Linked DNA regions of Pan troglodytes: region 1 is linked to region 2. The links are chromatin contacts, called in public HiChIP or PLAC-seq maps. All regions are on one chromosome and are shown on one strand. The core of a region is the stretch at or near the end of the contact, and the rest is flanking DNA. Distances in the headings are between cores, read along the strand shown.

Evidence for each region. HiChIP or PLAC-seq counts read pairs in DNA pulled down with a chosen protein or histone mark.
Region 1: a contact with region 2 is called in an H3K4me3 HiChIP or PLAC-seq map of stem cell-derived excitatory neurons, with 3 times the contacts expected there. The contact joins the promoter of ZCCHC17 here to the promoter of SERINC2 in region 2.

What each region holds. Positions count from the first base shown.
Region 1 is chr1:199,680,613-199,683,871 of NHGRI_mPanTro3-v2.0_pri, reverse strand. ZCCHC17 (zinc finger CCHC-type containing 17) reads left to right here and starts at 1,371. Exons shown (of 8, transcript XM_001158971.6): 1 at 1,371-1,645. SNRNP40 (small nuclear ribonucleoprotein U5 subunit 40) reads right to left here and starts at 1,321. Exons shown (of 10, transcript XM_003307937.6): 1 at 1,181-1,321. The coding sequence starts at 1,321.
Region 2 is chr1:199,564,327-199,567,728 of NHGRI_mPanTro3-v2.0_pri, reverse strand. It overlaps SERINC2 (serine incorporator 2), which reads left to right and starts at 1,620. Exons shown (of 10, transcript XM_016957919.4): 1 at 1,620-1,754. The coding sequence starts at 1,716.

The DNA of each region.
Region 1 (3,259 bases), core at 122-2,621, 120 kb before region 2:
GGAAAATCCTCACTGAAAAAATTACATTTGGGCAAATATTCACAGGAGCTGAATAGTAAACCATGTAAACATTTGTGAAGAGCAATCCCACAGAGAGGACAGCAAATGCAAACGTCCTGAGGCAGAGGCTTGGAACAGAGTGTAACTGAAGCCAGGTGAGCAATAAGAAATTGGTAAGAGAGGTAAAGGGAAAGAGGGCAAATAATTACAAGAATTTTGGTTTTTACTCTGGATGAAGTACAAAGCCACCAGAAAGTTTTCTGCAGAGTGTAATGTGATCTGATGTTTAGAAGGATTCCTCTGGTTATTGGCTTGGTAACAGGCGCTGATACAAAGGCAGAAAGTGGAAGACCAGTTAGGGTCCCACTACAAAAATGCCAGATGAGATAATAATGGCTTAGGCCATGAGGCAATGATGGAGATGGTAGAAGTAGCAATTCTAGACCTATTTTGAGCACGGTGCCAGCAGGATTTATTGAGGAGATGTGAGGACACTCGTATTTCCTCGTCTGAGCCTAAACAGGACATTAGAAGTGTGATCACTATTTCTATCTTACAAAAAATGTAGTTAGGAGCATGGTTTCTCAGTTCGAAATCTGCTTCTATCACGTACTTGGTAAGTCTGTTTTTCCATCTGCAAAATGGGTTAATAACGTTCCTAACAGGCTGCTACCAAGATCAATGGAAATTTCATATACGAAACACTTTAGTACAACAGTCAATGAATGTTAGCTGCTATTTAGTTGCTAATAATACTAGTGCAGAGAAATAAAGGGAAAAGCAACTTGCCCAAAGTCCCAAAACGAGCCAACACAAATCATTTCCCTTTTTTCTTCCCTCCCTCATTCATTCATTCTACAAACTCTTCGGAATTTTTATTCTATGCCAGATCCATGTTAGAGTCAGGATGCTTAAACCCGGGTCAGGGTTTTGAGCCCAAGGTCCTCAACTCTAATTCTAATGCTATCTCAGGGCAGTCGAGAGGCTGAAAACGGGCGCCAAACGGGGGAACACGTACGCAGCATTCGCAGGCTATGGGGAGCTTTTACAGTGTTTATGTGCTTTAACTCTGCGTAGAAACTCTCGTTCTGCCCCCGCAATGCGGTAAAGTGTCGGGGATCAGCGCTCTGAGGGGAGGAAGATGAGCTGAGGGCCAAAGGCCGCCTGCTTCTTCACTTACCGCTTGCAGCAAAGCTCCCGGCGTCGCCTGCTGCTGCCCGGCTCCTGGGCCAGACCCCGCTCCCAACAGCAACTCATGCCGCTGCCGCTTGACTGGAACCAGCGGCAACTCTGGGCCCTTACGCTTCTGCTGTTCTATCATGGCGGCAACCGGTCTCTTCAGCGCCGCCACTGACCGCGCTGACACTCTCAGGCGCCACGCAATTGGTTCCAACTTAGTCCTTCCTCCACAACTTCCAGCTTGGAAGAACCAATCGGCTTTCAATATTCCCATTTGCACCGCCCTCGGATAGTCTCTTGTTATTGGGCATATCTTTCTGACGTCATGAGAGTGCGATACCAGGATTGGTGGACGGAGCTGGCGACCGCCCTAGGCGCGCTGGGTCTTGTGGGTGGAAACGCGCTGGCTGACTGGGGTCGGCGTTTAGTTCAGCGCCGCGACTCGGGGACCTGGAGCTGACGCCTAGTACGTATGAGGAAGAACGGGGTGGGTGGCTGCCTGAGTCTGGAGGCGACGCCTCGGTTGTGCAGTCTGAACCTGCCCTTCTCAGCTGAGGGTGCTGATAGCAAGGGGTGGGAGGCGGGCCCCGAGTCCCCAGCTGTGGTAAGTAGTAGCCTGGGCTCCCTTTCGGGGCAGGAGCGGAGCCTTGGGGTCTCTGGCGGCAAGACCCAGCCCCTGCGGCTCCCTTCTTCAAGAGCGCCCATCGTGGCCAGTCCTGTGCCGGGCATTCCCAGGGAGAAAGGCCTGCGTCCCAGCCTCCTCCGGTGCCCCATTTGGCCGAGGAGGCTGACTTGTTTCTGCCACTGATTTTGCAGTTTTTGATCAGGGCCTACTGTATGCCCCCCTGAGAGAGACAGTGATGAAGGAAATGTCCGACTCCTTCTCCAGAGCACAGTCTTGTTGAGAAATTTGAGACTCATGCCCATGAACGTGGTCATTGCCTCAGTCGTCCTGCTGATATTTATTTAGCAGCGCGTTGGGGGTATGTTGTGAACCGGACACGGTCCCTACTCTCAGGGCGTTTAACTCTGGTGGGGAAAACGTTAAACAATGACCTCACTAATACATGGAAATGCCTCCTACTGCTGCCTGATGCTATGAGTGCCTGAAATAAGCAGGAAGGTTTTTCAGAGGAAAAGATGCCTGCGCTGGTAGCTGCAGGAAGTATTGTAATTAATTAGGTGAAGAGGTGAAGGCAGAACCTTCCATAGAGAACTACTTGTTCAGAGCCCTGAGGCACTTGGGAGGAAAATGACTAAAAGCACAAAGAGCCAGTGTGGCTGGTACAAAGAGAATGAAGGGAGTATGGTACAAGATGAAGCTGTACGTGATAGCGGTCAGACCTTGCAGGAATTTGTAGCTTTTATTTTAAAACGGATGAGATACCACTGAGCCGTCTTCCCCCAGTGGGGTGTGGTGGAGGAGGGGGCTTGATCCCTCAGGCACAGTGGTGTGAACAGACTGGGGTTGGGGAAGCCCTAGTGGATGTATGTGGACCACTTGGGATATGCAGTAATCCTGGTCAGAGATGTCAGTGAGGACTGAGATATGGGTGGAACTGCAGAGAATTGGACAGATTCTAGAGGTATATAGGAGGTAAAATGGGTGGGACTTGGTGATGGGTTGATTTTAGGGGGTGAAGAGAGGAATCAAAGGTAACTCCTAGGTTTCTGGCTTATGTAGTTGAATAGATGGTGGTACCATTCACTCACTATCACGGAATCCCTCAAGCTGGATAGGGAACACTAGAAGATGATTAGAGACCAGTTTTTTTTTTTTTTTTTTTTTTTTTTTGAGACAGGTTCTTGCTCTGTCGTCCAGGCTGGAGTGTGGTGGTGCAATCTTGGCTCACTGCAACCTCCACCTCCCAGGTTCAAGCAATTCTCCTGCCTTAGCCTCCCCAGTAGCTGGGATTACAGGCGCCTCCACTGTGCCCGGCCAATTTTTGTATTTTTGGTGGAGATGGGGTTCCACCATATTGGCCAGGCTGGTCTCCAACTCCTGGCCTCAAGTGATCCACCTGCCTCAGCCTCCCAAAATTCTGGGATTACAGGCCTGAGCCACTGCTCCCAGCTGAGA
Region 2 (3,402 bases), core at 371-2,870:
TATTGTTTGGAGGCTTGGGGGAATCAGGAGGATGTTCATTCCTAATGGAACCAGGTAGTGGGTTGGGGGTGAGGGTGGTGGCTCTCTTCACTGAGAGGTATGGCATGTGAGCAAGCTTCAAAGGGGAGAAAGAGGGATAAGGAGAAGGACCTTTAAGAGGAGGGTATCTGCCAGGTGCAGTGCCTCACATCTGTAATACCAGCACTTTGGGAGGCCAAGGCAGGAGGATTGCTTAAGCCCAGGAGTTCGAGACTAGCCTGGACAACATAAGGAGACCTCATCTCTACACAAAATTTTTAAAAAATTAGCTGGGTGTGGTAGTACACACTGGTGGTCCCAGCTACTTGGGAGGCTGAGGTGGGAGGATCACTTGGGTCCAGGAGGTTGAAGCTGCAGTGAGCCATGATTGGGCCACTGTGTTCCAGCCTGGGTGACAGAGTGAGACCCTGTCTCAAAAAAAAAAAAAAAAAAAAAAAAGAGGAGGGCATTGTGTGGGCAAAAGTGCGGAGGAGGGAAAGTGTAAGGTGTGTTTGTGGAACAGTCCTGGTGCAATTAATGGCTAAGCCTGGCGCCCAGTGAATCAGCCAAGGATGCAGTCAACCAGCTCTTTGGCCCTGGGGCCAGCTTCGAGGCACAGAGACTTCTTTCCCTAACATTATCTTGTCCAGAGGTGGCTGAGGACAGGGCTAAGGGTGAAGGGAGACTAATTACAGAGCCCTACTTCTGGGTCTCTCACACCTACCCCTGGAAAGCCATCTGTCAGGAATGTGGCCGCCCCTCCCCGCCTTCTGACCTCCTTAGCTAGGGACCAGTTTGGGCATCCCTAGGGAGTGATAAGCCACCAAGCAGGGGTGGCTGTAGGGAGTGTGTAGCTCCCAGCAGGCTGTTGGGAGTCAGTGGAGTTTGAAGAACAGATGGAGAGAAGGGAGGATGGGTTTAGAGTGAGAGGCTGGGGTCTTAGAAGAAGCAGTAGGTGGGCATGGTGGCATGCACCTGTAGTCCCAGCTACTCAGGAGCCCGAAGCAGGAGGATCACTTGAGCCCAGGAGGTCGAGGCTGCAGTGAGCTATGTTTGCACCACTGCACTCCAGCCTGGGTGACAGAGCAAGACCCTGTCTCTTAAAAAGGAAGAAGAAAACAGTGACGATGGGGGCTTACATTTGTCAAGCACCTACCATGTGTTGTAACCACCCTGTGAGGTATGTATCCTCACTTTACAGACCGGGAAACTGAGGCTCATAGAGGTGCAGTGACTTGCCGAAGTTTCTTTATCCAGTCGTTCAGCATTCAACCTCAGCATCTACGTATTGAGCAGACGCCCTGCGCCAAGCACTGAGGAGTCAGCGGTGACCACCTCTTGGCTTCTGTTCCCAAGGGTGACAGTGTCCTGAGGTCACACGGGCTCAAACCGAGGTCGATTTCCGAACGCTCACTTTGGAGCAGGATGCGAGCCCGGGCCACGGTTGGGTCAGGTTGCGCCGCTCGCGTGGCCGCGGGAATCCCCGACCGCCCCCTTCCCTAGGGTCCCTCCTGGCGCACCTGCCCCAGGTGAGTCTGGGGAGGCCCCGAGCGCCGCCGGAAAGCGTCGAGCGGCTTCGGTAGGTGGGGCGGGGCCGGGGCGGGGCCGGGGCCGGGGAGGGGCCAGGCCTGGCACCCGGATCCCGAGGTCCGCTCCCCGCGCCCAGCGCCGGGCGCTCGAAGCCCGGAGCCGCCGCCATGGGGGCCTGCCTGGGAGCCTGCTCCCTGCTCAGCTGCGTGAGTCCCGACCCCGGCGCCCGCCCGCGCGCGCCGCCCGTTCCTGCTGCGGGCCCTCACTTTCTTCTGTTCTGCTCCGAGTAGTTTCTTCTTTTTCCTTCCTGCAAACTTGTCTTTCTGGGCCGGTGCCCCGCCTGCTCGCCCTCCCGGACCTTCACTCGGCACCCGGATCCCGCTGCCCCCGTCCCCCTGCTCAGTCCTGGCCGGCAGGCGCCGGGCAGCTGCGGTCCCGGCTCGGGTTTCCGCGGGCAGGAGGGGAGTGCCCTTGGCGGGCGCCCTCCTGGGACCTGGAGAGACTGAGCCTGGAGCCCGGGGTCGGGGCAGCTCTGTGGGCCCTCGTCGCCCCACTTGGGGCGGTCCTCGGGGTGGCCTCTGTCCCCGTCCCGGACGCCCTGGTTCTCTGTGTGGGTCGGCCGGGCCCCGTCCCTCCTGGCGAGTGCCCTGCCCTACCCCTCTGGCCGCCTGCCAGTCCGCCTGTTCCTGTCGCTCGGGCTCCGCCTGTCCGTTCGTATTTGTCTGGTTCCTGTCTGTGTCCGTCGTTCGTCCGACTATCTTTGTCCGTCTGCTGTCTTCTGTCCGTCTGCCCGTCCGCCCGTCCGTCCCTCAGTCTCTCTGCGGCCCCTTTACCGTCCTCAGTCTGGCTCGCGCTGCCTCTCAGGCACTTCCCCAGCTCGCCCCGGACCATCTGGGCCCCAGCGCGGAGACTGGGATGGGAGGGGAGGGAGCCCCGGACTTTCTTAGCTGCCCTCGAGTGAGGCGGGTGCGGGTCGTCACGGACCACCTGGCGGAACTCTGGGTTGGGAGAGCAGGAATCGAGGGAGGTTCGGGTGTGCGCGGGGAGTGCCCGGTCGCGGGTTCGGGACCTGTGGGGAGGCCAACCTCTGTTCTGTAGCTGCAGCCGCAGAGGGGAGGGGCTCCAGCAAGACCCCGGCTGGGAGGCCCGTTCTCCCTTCCCTTTCCCCAGCCCCCCTCTCCTTCCCTCTTCCCCTCATTAAATCTGAGGTTCATTCAGGCAGCCCCCTCCCCCTCTGGCCCCACACAAAGAGGCCCTGAGAGGGAGAAGGGGCTGCAGCGGCTGCTGAATCTCGGGACTCGCTTTCCTTTGTCCCTGACGGGTGTGTGTGTGTGTGTGTGTGTGTGTGTGTGTGTGTGTGTATGTGAGAGAGAGAGAGAGAGAGAGAGAGAGAGAGGAGGGGGTGTAGGGGAGAGCTGAGGGTCTAGAGATTTACTTTACAGCCATTTTCTGAGAATGAGATCAGCATAGACAGCACAGAGAGGCAAGAGAGTATCTCGCCTCATTAGGCCTCCATTTTTCGTGTGTGTGTGTGCGTGTGCATATGCGTGTGCAGGAGGAGGAATCAAGCTGGTGCCTGAAATCCCTCCCAGCCCAAAGAATTCAAGGTTTGGGCCAGGTCTCTGCCAACAAGGGTTTGCTTCCTGGTGAGGGAGGCAGAGCTTCCACAGTAGACCTGATTTCCATCGGTTGCACCTGGTGAGGCACAGGCCTTGCTGGGCTGGCCTGGGGGTGGAGATGTTGAGGGGCAGCCTGCCAGCCCTGTGTGCCTTGGTCACCCCATCTGGCAGTTGACAGTAACAGGGCCTTTCTCACAATGCTGTTGGGAGATGAGGCACAGCTCCTGGCATATCG